Linked DNA regions of Zea mays: region 1 is linked to region 2. The links are chromatin contacts, called in public Hi-C maps. All regions are on one chromosome and are shown on one strand. Each heading gives the region's core, a stretch centred on a gene start, on an enhancer-like site or on the middle of the called end of the contact. The rest is flanking DNA. Distances are from core to core; before and after follow the strand shown. Region 1 holds the start of LOC103648739 (dnaJ homolog subfamily C member 2). Region 2 has its middle 18 kb from the start of LOC103646601.

Region 1 (5,040 bases), core at 476-2,975, 500 kb before region 2:
GAACTTCTTCCGAAGCTTCATCTATCTGCCTCTGTAGGTCAGCTAGACGAGCCATCTTTTCCTTCTTTCGTTGAACCTGCTGATGGAGCATCTCCAAGTTTTGGATTTCTTGATCCAAGTCGTCCTCCGGAGGCGTTGGACTGGTGGCCTTCCTCTTCTGGCTTCGTGCCTCCCTAAGAGAAAGGACATCCTGATTGGGATCTAGCGGCTGCAGAGTGGCAGCCCCTGTGGCTGAAGCTTTCTTCGGCGGCATGACGAAGGTGATGCTTGCCGAAGATGTTCAAAACTCAAAAAATGGACGTGAGTTCACCGGAGGTGGGCGCCAATGTTGGGGACTTGTTCTCAAATGCTTCGGACTAAGAACAAGGCGACATAAAGAATGTTAAATGTTAAAGTCCTTCGTCCTTCAAGACATTATGTTCCTTCGGATATAATGAATTCCGGACGAAGGTTACGAAGGAAAAGACCTTCGTAAGCTCGATAGATGATAAAGAAGAATGCGTATATGAAATACAAATAATATTGCAGATATTATCATCAATTTATTTTTTATTTGCATTATCATATCCATAATAACAAATTATAAATGTACCTTCAGACTGACGGAAAGTAAAGGTACATGCGTGATGCGAAAAGCGGATGCCAAGTCAGCGTGAACAGTACGGGAGTACTGTTCATCTATTTATAGGCACGGGACGCAGCCCGTGTAAAATTACATTAATGCCCTTTACATTTATCAATAACTCTATAGTAATTCTTCGAGGTCTAATTTGGCTTTTCATCTTTAAGTCGGTTCCCCTTTTCTGCTGTCATGCCGAAGCTTTTCTGCGTATAGCTTCGTGATTGTCTTATCCTTCGTCATGATCGCCTTTCATCCCACTTCAAGCTTCGTCTTGACCATACTCTTGTATACCCGTAACCCGATTCCGAAGATAGCTGTTCGCATATTTCACTTGGAAAACATTGTCAAATCATGTTTTTGAGGACCTTCGGAAGTCGAAGGCCCCAACAATCACATCTTACACTAGGGTGATATTGTATTGTGTAAAAACTGTCCTCCCTTTTGAGTACGTTTTTTTCAACTTCAATGTGAATGTTAAATTTCATATTGCTAGAAGATTCATGGCAATATTTGAAGAAATAAATAAAGATTATGCAACGACAGATATTTGTTGGAAAATATTCATGAGTAGCAGACGTAACGTTTGCTGTTTGCAACCCGAGTAGAGATGGCAATGGGGCCCCGATCCCCGATTCCCCGCGGGGAATTCCTCCATTAGGAGATGGGGATGGGGAAGGTTCTCCCCCCGCGGGATGTAAACGGGGGAAAATCCTCCCCCGATGGGTAAACGGAGACGGGGATGGGGACCCGTTAAACTTATATATGATAATGTTTTCATGTAATATATAATGATAAAAATAAATAATTACATTGTTAAGAGATAACTCGTTGTATAAATATGTTATTTTGATGTACACATAATGAGTTCTAACATCTGACAATGTATATAAGTGATAATGTTTTATATTAATAACAAAGAAAGTATGTCATAGTTATAATTTAAACGGGGACGGGGATCCCCGATGGGGATTTATCCCCGCGGGGAACGGGGATGTGGAAGAAATCCCACGCAAGAGTTCGTGGGGATCCCCGCGGGGAATTTTTTTTGTCGCGGGGACAGGTACGGGAAGCCAAAACCCGACGGGTTGCCATCCCTGAACCCGAGGCAGCCATGCCGATGCGTGTTTTTTTTCGAAAACGAAAAAGGAAAACCATTATGCGTTTCCGAGTATCGAGCGTCTCCTTGACGCGGGCGCCCGGAGCCATCTCCACCGTCAGTGGCGAGATCGGACGGCCTGCTGGAGGTGTTGGGCCCATCCGTCCCCGGGTACTCATTCCCTCTTCAATACAAAACCAGCCGCAGTTCTCCATTTTCGAGCGCAGAAGCGAGAGATATCCGGAGCAGCCGCAGTCCACCGACCCCGCCGCCGGTCGCCCTCCATCTCCTCGCCGCCGGTCGCCCTCCATCTCCTCGCCGCTGCCTCTCGGTAAGGCCCTTTCCTTTGCCCGCTCAACCCTCGGTTCGTTGTCTCGCTTCCATGTCCTGATTTGCGCCGTAAGCGCCCGTATCTAGCCGCAAGGTTGAGATTCGCGTCCATTTCTGGCTTCCGAGCGTCCGTTGGTTGTCGGTAGACGCGCATCTGTTGAATTTTGTGACTCACCGTCGTCGATCCGCAGGGTATCCCCTCCCTAGGGACCGTGGATGCGGCTGTTGCGGCTGTACGCATTAGATTCTTCGGAGTATGTTGCGGCTTAGATTCTCCAGAGAAAGATGGAGATCTGTTGTGCATTGCGGTTTTCGGTGGTTGATCCGTCGATTTTTTTCGTTTCATGTTATGTCTAGGTTAGACCTAATTGTTTAGGTAACCTCGTATCACTGGATGCGTATCTCCCCAGATGGTTCACGTTTGCGTAGAAGCTTGTGAATCCTGGGCTTGGTCATCTTTTTTCTTCAGTGGCGCGACGCTGCCAAGAAGCCAAGTTCCTGGGGCGAAGAGATTGAGGAACGGGAACTCGGGTCGAGGATCACTATTTTTTGGAGGCATGGAACAAAGGGGCTATAGCTCCTTGTATGCTCTATTTGATAACCAGAACGCCAACCGTAAAATTTTGGAACGATAATGTGGAACGAGGTTCCCAAAACAGCCAACTAGTAAATATTCCTGTATAGAAAAAAATAATTCAAAGCAACGTGACATGATTAACAATTTGTCCATGTAATATGAGCACATGGTTGGCGATCCCTTTGTCTTATTGCTTTGCCAGTCCTCTGACCTCCGCTCCTCCAATATCCATGCGGTGCTTCGCTTCCGCGAAGGTACATGCCCCTTGCTTGTGCAGGATGATGGTTTATCCGACATCCTACTTGGGTGAGGGTCGTGTCCCAACCATGGTTCCATACGATGTTCCATATGGTCCCGTTCCCGATCAGGCCACGAAACCGATCAGGCCACGGAACGTGGAACCCCACATGCTTCCATGTTCCCGGTTTCATAGAATTGTACAAGGACTTGTCGTATATTACTAGCCAAATTTACTTTTACAAAATGATTTAGCTAGTCTCATGGAGTTGCTGTCATGCTGTGGTTAGAATACCGTATATAGTCACACAAACAATGGTTTGCACGGCAAACCGTATTGTTTACAAAGTTGGATTTGAAATAGAAGATGAGATAAGTAATACGACTAAAAATAGCCTTAGAAGAGTAGCTTAGAATACGAGTGAGTTTTTTTATAGGTACGTGAGAACTGTGTCTAAACTATATTTGTAAAATATACTTAAAATTCAATATACAAATTAAAGTAAGGCATAATAAACAAGAAGAAAGACAAAAACAATTAAATTCAGTCAAGACAAAAAGCAAAGAACCTGGTCTGAAATGGCAAAATATGTTAACTAGGCGAAAAGCATACAGTCATATGGGCCGAAAGAACTAACTGGGCCGCGTGGTCTAACCAAGGAAGGGAAGGGATACTATAAAATGAACTTTAAAATGAAGTTATGACTATGTGCTGCAGAAGCAGCATTGCCTGTTTCATCTGATATTGCTTCAATCAAGCAAACTGAACCAGTTGCTGACAGTGCTGTATCAGAGTATCCAATGGGTGAACAAAATCTCGAGAAGTGAAATGAATCTCTGAGAGCAGCAGAGTTTCTTTCACGTGGTGGTGGACCATTACTGCATTCTAAATCAAGAGCAAAACCAGACAAAATTGATTCTTTGAGTGTATAAATGGCTGGCATTTACAATTGTCAAGGCTATCCATAAAAAGTATGAAATTATTAAGGTTTCATCATTTGGTAACTCACACTGACACCTTGATATTTTAATAACAGACTATAAAGGGATGTTTTAAGGTGCAGTCACTTTTAGGCCTTCCTAGTATAAGCATCTCATTATGAGGGAAAACAAGTATTTGACCTAAGTAATATATAATCACATTCTAAATAATAAATGCACTGCTTCGGAGCGCATGACTTCCTTGTATGTTCCAACCTCTCTTAAGGCACTTATAAATTTGGTCATTACAGGCCCTGGAAAGGAGATGAAAATTCAGTATGCTCAGTAGAAGAACTGGCGACACTAAGCTCAACTGTACTCCTATGTGGGTTGTTGCCAGACAAGCAAGGCACTGCACCTGCCACAGAATCAATCAGGTCAAATTATTGTACGTCTGATGATTATACCCATTCCAAATGTGTCATTAAAAAATAATTGTACACACCAGGTGGTTAAGTACATCTAACTCCATACCTCACGGTTGTATCATCTTCTTCTCTACCAATCCAAAGTCACAAATTAGCTTCCCTACATACTACGTGTAAGATTTGGTTAAGCTAGCACTCATCAAGTTTTTTTTCTCATCATCTATACAAATCAAAACTTTAAATAAAAAACAAAATAGTCCATTTGAAGAACCTATTTTCCTCTTTTTTGAGTTTAAGGTTATTTCATTCCCCAAGCATCAAGAGACCCACAGCCTGATGCCAGAATCAGTAACATCAACTGTTTACATCAACTCTCTGTCTCTCTTGTTACATCCAAATTTCAGCACATAACCAGCCATTACTCTGACCATACCAGTACAAAAACAACCGGAACAGATAACTATTCAACATTTGCAACTTGCTACTTTAGACCTTGTACAATTTTCTTACACGCAAAAATATTTATTTTCCTCTTTTGTTTTTGTTTATTTTTCCCATTTGATGATTAAAAATTTTCATGGACATCAACTAATGCAGCCTATGTATGTATACCAACCGTAAAAAAACTTAGAACAGACTAAAAAAGTAGCATCATGATATTTTACATTGCCGTCGAACTGATAGGTCGGAGCCGCCATGTCGAGAGCTGTTCTGCCCGGCGGTGGCCACGACGGACTCCTCGTGCAGAGTGACGGGCCAGCTCCGCCACCACCTTGGACATGATCCGCCTCACATGCTCTATGGATAGGAAGACGAAGAAGCGAGCTTG
Region 2 (4,665 bases), core at 2,159-4,658:
AAGGATTAACTTTAAAATCCTAAGGCTTGAAAACCTTGATTGGAATTGAGTGTAAGCAAACAACTCCTAAATCAAGGATACTTTGGATCTGAGTTCTATAAGCCAAAGTTGGATTTGAGATTAAGGAGCAACTTTGCTTTAGGAGGATGGATAAGTTTGCTTTTGATATGTGGATTAGAAGTGGTGAAGTACTTAGGGTGGTTGAGTATCTCTAACCCCTAAACTGGAGCCCAAAAGTGGATTTGGAGATCTAGCCACATTTTGCAAGAGGTAAAAATACCAAGTTGGTAGGATTTCCAAAGTTGCACAATTTTGTTATTTGGAGATTTCCAAGTTGTGTGAAGAAAATTGGAGTAAATCACAAAAGTTCAGTTTTGAGCTCAAATTGGAATTGCTGAAAATAGTAGCAACTAGGCAATTTTGGTCCTTTATAACTTATGATCTATAAACATTTTGAAGATGGTCATTATAACAAAGTTATAGAGCTACATGAGGAGTATAAGTTCGGTTGAGTCACCTAGCTCTAAAGCTATTTGGAACTTAGAGAAAAACTGGTCCAAAGTAGAGCTAACAGACTTTCTGGATTTCAGACTTGGTAGAATTCAAAGTCTGAATTTCAGCAATTGGAGCAAACTTTGAGCTATTGTAGTTTGGAATCCAAGAGGTTTTGGTTAATGACTACTATATCAAAATTGTAGCATAAGTATAGGAGAGCAACTTTTATTAAGTGTGACAGCCCTGGAACTATATACAACTAGGAGAAAAGGTGATCCAAAGTGGGGTTGTCAGACTTTTTGAGTTTTCAGATTGGGAACAGTGAACTGAAACTGAGATTTCAGTATATGTAGCTGTTTTTGGAGCTCAATTGTGCCTAATCCATGAGGTTTTGGGCTGTAGAGTATGTAGAGGAATTCAAGACCACCTAATGGTGAACAACTTTATTAAAGGATGATGGACATGATCCCACATAAAAAGTGAAGTAACAGCTACTCAAAGGTTGGACTGTCAGGTGGCTAGTGATTTAGTGTATTCAGAATTTAAAGTCTGAAATCAGTAGTGATGCAAAGTTTAGAGCCCTATTGTGACCAACCCTTGTGGTTTTGGACTATGAACTATGTGGCAACGTTGGAGCCCATAGTACAGAGAATATGTTTTATAAAGAGGTTTGGACTTGGTTCTGCATAAAAGTGGGAGTAAAACACCTCTAAACTTGCTCTGTCAGCCAAAAGGTATACAAATTTAGTTGACTGTTTCTAAGTAATTTAGTGTGTTTTTACCCACATTTGGAGCTCTATGGTAATTAATATATGGAGTATGAGCCCTATTTCATGTAGAAAAGTTAAATACCATTTGAAGGAGAGTAAGTCTTATGCAAAGTGTTAGCCTTGCTGCTGTGTAAAATTTGGAGATAATGGTACTGCAATCCTCTATGTCAGGTTTGGCATGGAGCTGTGTCAATTAGCTGAAATCAGTGTTTCAGTATTTTTGTTAAACTTTGGAGCACTATAACCATTGATCTGTGTGGTTATAAGCCAATGACCCTATAGCAAAGTGATAGGGGATTAGATAGTGAACAAGTTTGTTTAGGAATGCTTGAGCTGTCCTTGTTTGGAATAGGGAGAAAAAGGTGTTCAAACTGCCTTTATCAGACATGTGAAGTGCAGGTCTGATGCAGTAATTTGAGTTTTGGTTCAGTGTCTTTCTATGGATTTTGGAGCTTGTTTGTGATTGATCCAAGGGGTTTAAGCCTAAGGTCCCTGTAGAGGAATGGTAGAGGGTCATTTGGTCGACAAGTTTTGTTAAACTTGATCTGCCTATTGCTATGTAAAACTGGGAGTAAGTTGTGTCCGAAAGTTCCCTGTCAAGATGAGGTTGTGATGTTCAGTAACTGAAAATTGGAGGTTTCAGTGATCTTTTCCTGTGTTTGGGGCATCATAACTTTTGATCCCTGCATTTTTGGCCTTGGACTGCTGCAATAAACTAATAGAGCTATAGTTGGAGAATAATCTTGGTTAAAAGGGATGGGTGTGTTGTCGAGGGGATTTGGGTGATAGAGGGGCTTAAACAGGTGGGTATGCAGAGGGAGCAGCAGGACTGATGGAGTAAATTCAGAGTTGTATTTAGTAAACTGAAGAAGCTTTATCCCTCCCTGTTGTGCCCATCTGATGCTATGGATCGTGATATGGATGGATATAAGGATGTATGGTCTAACTCAGGTTCTAGAGTTTTTTTCCCACTGAAATATCCACTTTTGGACTGATTTGGGGATAGTGGAGAGAGTAATTCAGTTAACTGAACCTTGAATCAGATTTGGCGGTGAAGAAAAGATCTCCTCTCCCTGCTGGTTTCTCTAGTGTGCTCGAGTTGAGATGTGGTTGGGCTGGTCAACAAAGGTTCTAGAGTCCTCACACGCTACTGGACTAAATATCAAGTCCCTGAATCAATTTGAGTCTATCCCCAAGTAGAGAAAATATATGTTTTGTTTGCTAGCTGCAAAACTGGGCAAAACTGATATTTGGGTTGTGTTGTGCTGAGCCAACCGGGTATTGTGCATGGGAGCCAGGTGTATTGACCCTGCAGTGCTGGCCCCCTGCTAGTTTTTCATCACAGCGAGGTAGGCAAGTCCATTGGATCTGTCCTTAGCTCCACTCCTATACTTAAGTGCTGGTCTCTGCTAATTCCGAGCTCTAGCCAAAAACCTCTACAAAGATGTTGGAGACCTGGTGTTCATGCTGATGTTAACTCTCCCCAGCCCCTCCCAAGTTGGCACTGTCCAAAGCTTGCACGCCGTGACCTACCAGTAGTGACCATGCCGGTCAGTTTGGCCATCTCGCCGTGGCGAGGACAACTCAGCAAGGTACACAATCATGCTATGTTTGTTCTGTGATCACCTTGTCGTGGCCAGGTAATCACAAGCGATTCCCCAACTGTATAGTGCATGTTTTGTGTTCACTGTAGACCAGTAGGGCTCACGTCGTTTGGTTCTTGGACTCTACCGAGGTGTGTGATCTAGAACGGAGTCACGTCATCGTGGAACTGGCGCCGCGGGCAGCCTCACCGTGGACCGATCGACTGGAGGCATCCCCGGTCAATCTCGCGCACGCACCGAGACTTTGGAAGGTCAGTGAAGCTCGCTACGCCATTAATTTGAACTCGACCACGAGATTAGGATAGTCAGAGCAACTGTCCGCCACCGCTGACAATAGAGTGGTTCCAAAGTCTCTGTGGGTAAACTGAGTGCACGGCCGAGTTTGCCGTAGACTGGAGAGTTGGTTGGTACCGTCGCCGTCGTCTGCGATGTGTGATCATGGCGGATCCGGTGCCGGTTCACCGGAGAACTGTGCGGCGGTGTCGCGGCCGAGGCATTGTGAAAGAAGGAAAGCCGAGGGGTTTAGGTGCATCTGTCAGTGACCCGAGAATTCAATCGGAGCGCGGGGTCCTTTTTATAAAACCTCAGGCATGGGCTCCTCAGCGTGGACCCGATATGCCTGGGATTTGGGACATGTTAACGGTTTGGCCGCGGGACTATTTAGGATTTTGCCTTTTCTTTTATAAGAGATCTTGGAAATTGTACCAAAAATCGTAGAAAAATCCAAAAATCATGGGACATGTTTTATGGGATGTGTAAAATCAGGAGCTCTCTGGTGAAGTTAGTTTTAGGCTTTTTAGAGCTGTCAGTATATTTTAGTATTTTAAAAGTGCTCTTGGAAGGACAATTGGAATTTGAGAAATTAGAATTGGGCACTAAAAATTATGGATTTTTTTGGAGAAGTTTTTTATTAGGATATGAGTACTTGGTAAAAATTTGGGGATGTTTGGAATCAATTTGTTCAGAAAGTCTTGTAGGGCCCCAAAATAGAGTGGTTAATCCCTAATCAAGTGTGGGTTAATCATTTGGAAAAGGAGATAAGTTTACCTAGTAAGAGTTGTTCTTTGGATGAAGGAACCAAAGGAAGATTAATACTTAAGTAAGTTCGATTTGGCCACTTTTAGCAACTGTTGGGGGTGTAGAACCATGTGTATACTTTGTCATGTGCTTTAGTTGTAGTGTTTCTATTCCCCACCTTTCCTTGTGAGAGTTTGCATTTCATATCATTACATAAGCATACATGTATTTGTAATTGAATTGTAGAACACCTAGAAGAAGTGGTGTTTGAAGGAGTCAACTCCAGTGGTTGCTGATCAAGTGGAGGAGCCATCTAACTGTGTATTGGATAAAGGGATCTAAAGCCTCTTCACTGCAACAAAGGCAAGCCCCGGTGCATTTGCCCCTTCCTTGTATTTTAAATGACTTTTATACACTTTAAGACTAGTGAAATGTGCATTAAGTTTATAGGAGTTGATTGGAAACTATTGGATGCATTGCCTACCTTGATATCCATACCTTTATAGATACTTCTGATGAAGTATCAAAATATGATTTACAAAAATGCTTAGCCCTGCTTAGATCTTGTGGATAGAGGTTGTCCTTTGCAATAATGCCTAGCTCAGGGGTTATCCTGAGGAATGATAGATTCTACCTGCAAGAATATTTTCAATGGGAGCATGGTGGGATCTTACTGCAAAGTTCCCTATAATGCTCTTTTCATCCTAAGGAACACAAACAATCCTAAGGATGGAAGTACTTAAATCGGGACTTGGGTTAGGAACAGGTGATGCTCCACC

What was found. Hi-C and Micro-C count contacts between places; a contact is called where the count stands out from the background.
Region 1: a contact with region 2 is called in a Hi-C map of leaf, with 2.1 times the contacts expected there. The contact joins the promoter of LOC103648739 here to the enhancer-like site in region 2. A contact is called at or near these places in 5 of 25 Hi-C or Micro-C datasets (leaf and tassel).

Annotation. Positions count from the first base shown.
Region 1 is chr2:77,873,409-77,878,448 of Zm-B73-REFERENCE-NAM-5.0, reverse strand. It overlaps LOC103648739 (dnaJ homolog subfamily C member 2), which reads left to right and starts at 1,725. Exons shown (of 2, transcript XM_020548342.3): 1 at 1,725-2,049.
Region 2 is chr2:77,375,489-77,380,153 of Zm-B73-REFERENCE-NAM-5.0, reverse strand. No RefSeq gene overlaps it. Among protein-coding and RNA genes, the nearest start is that of LOC103646601, 18 kb to the right of the region's middle. Within about 2 kb of position 3,408, at least 9 of the 20 cell types and tissues checked have an H3K27ac peak or open chromatin away from gene starts, as enhancers often do. A contact at or near this core is called in leaf, where this site is marked.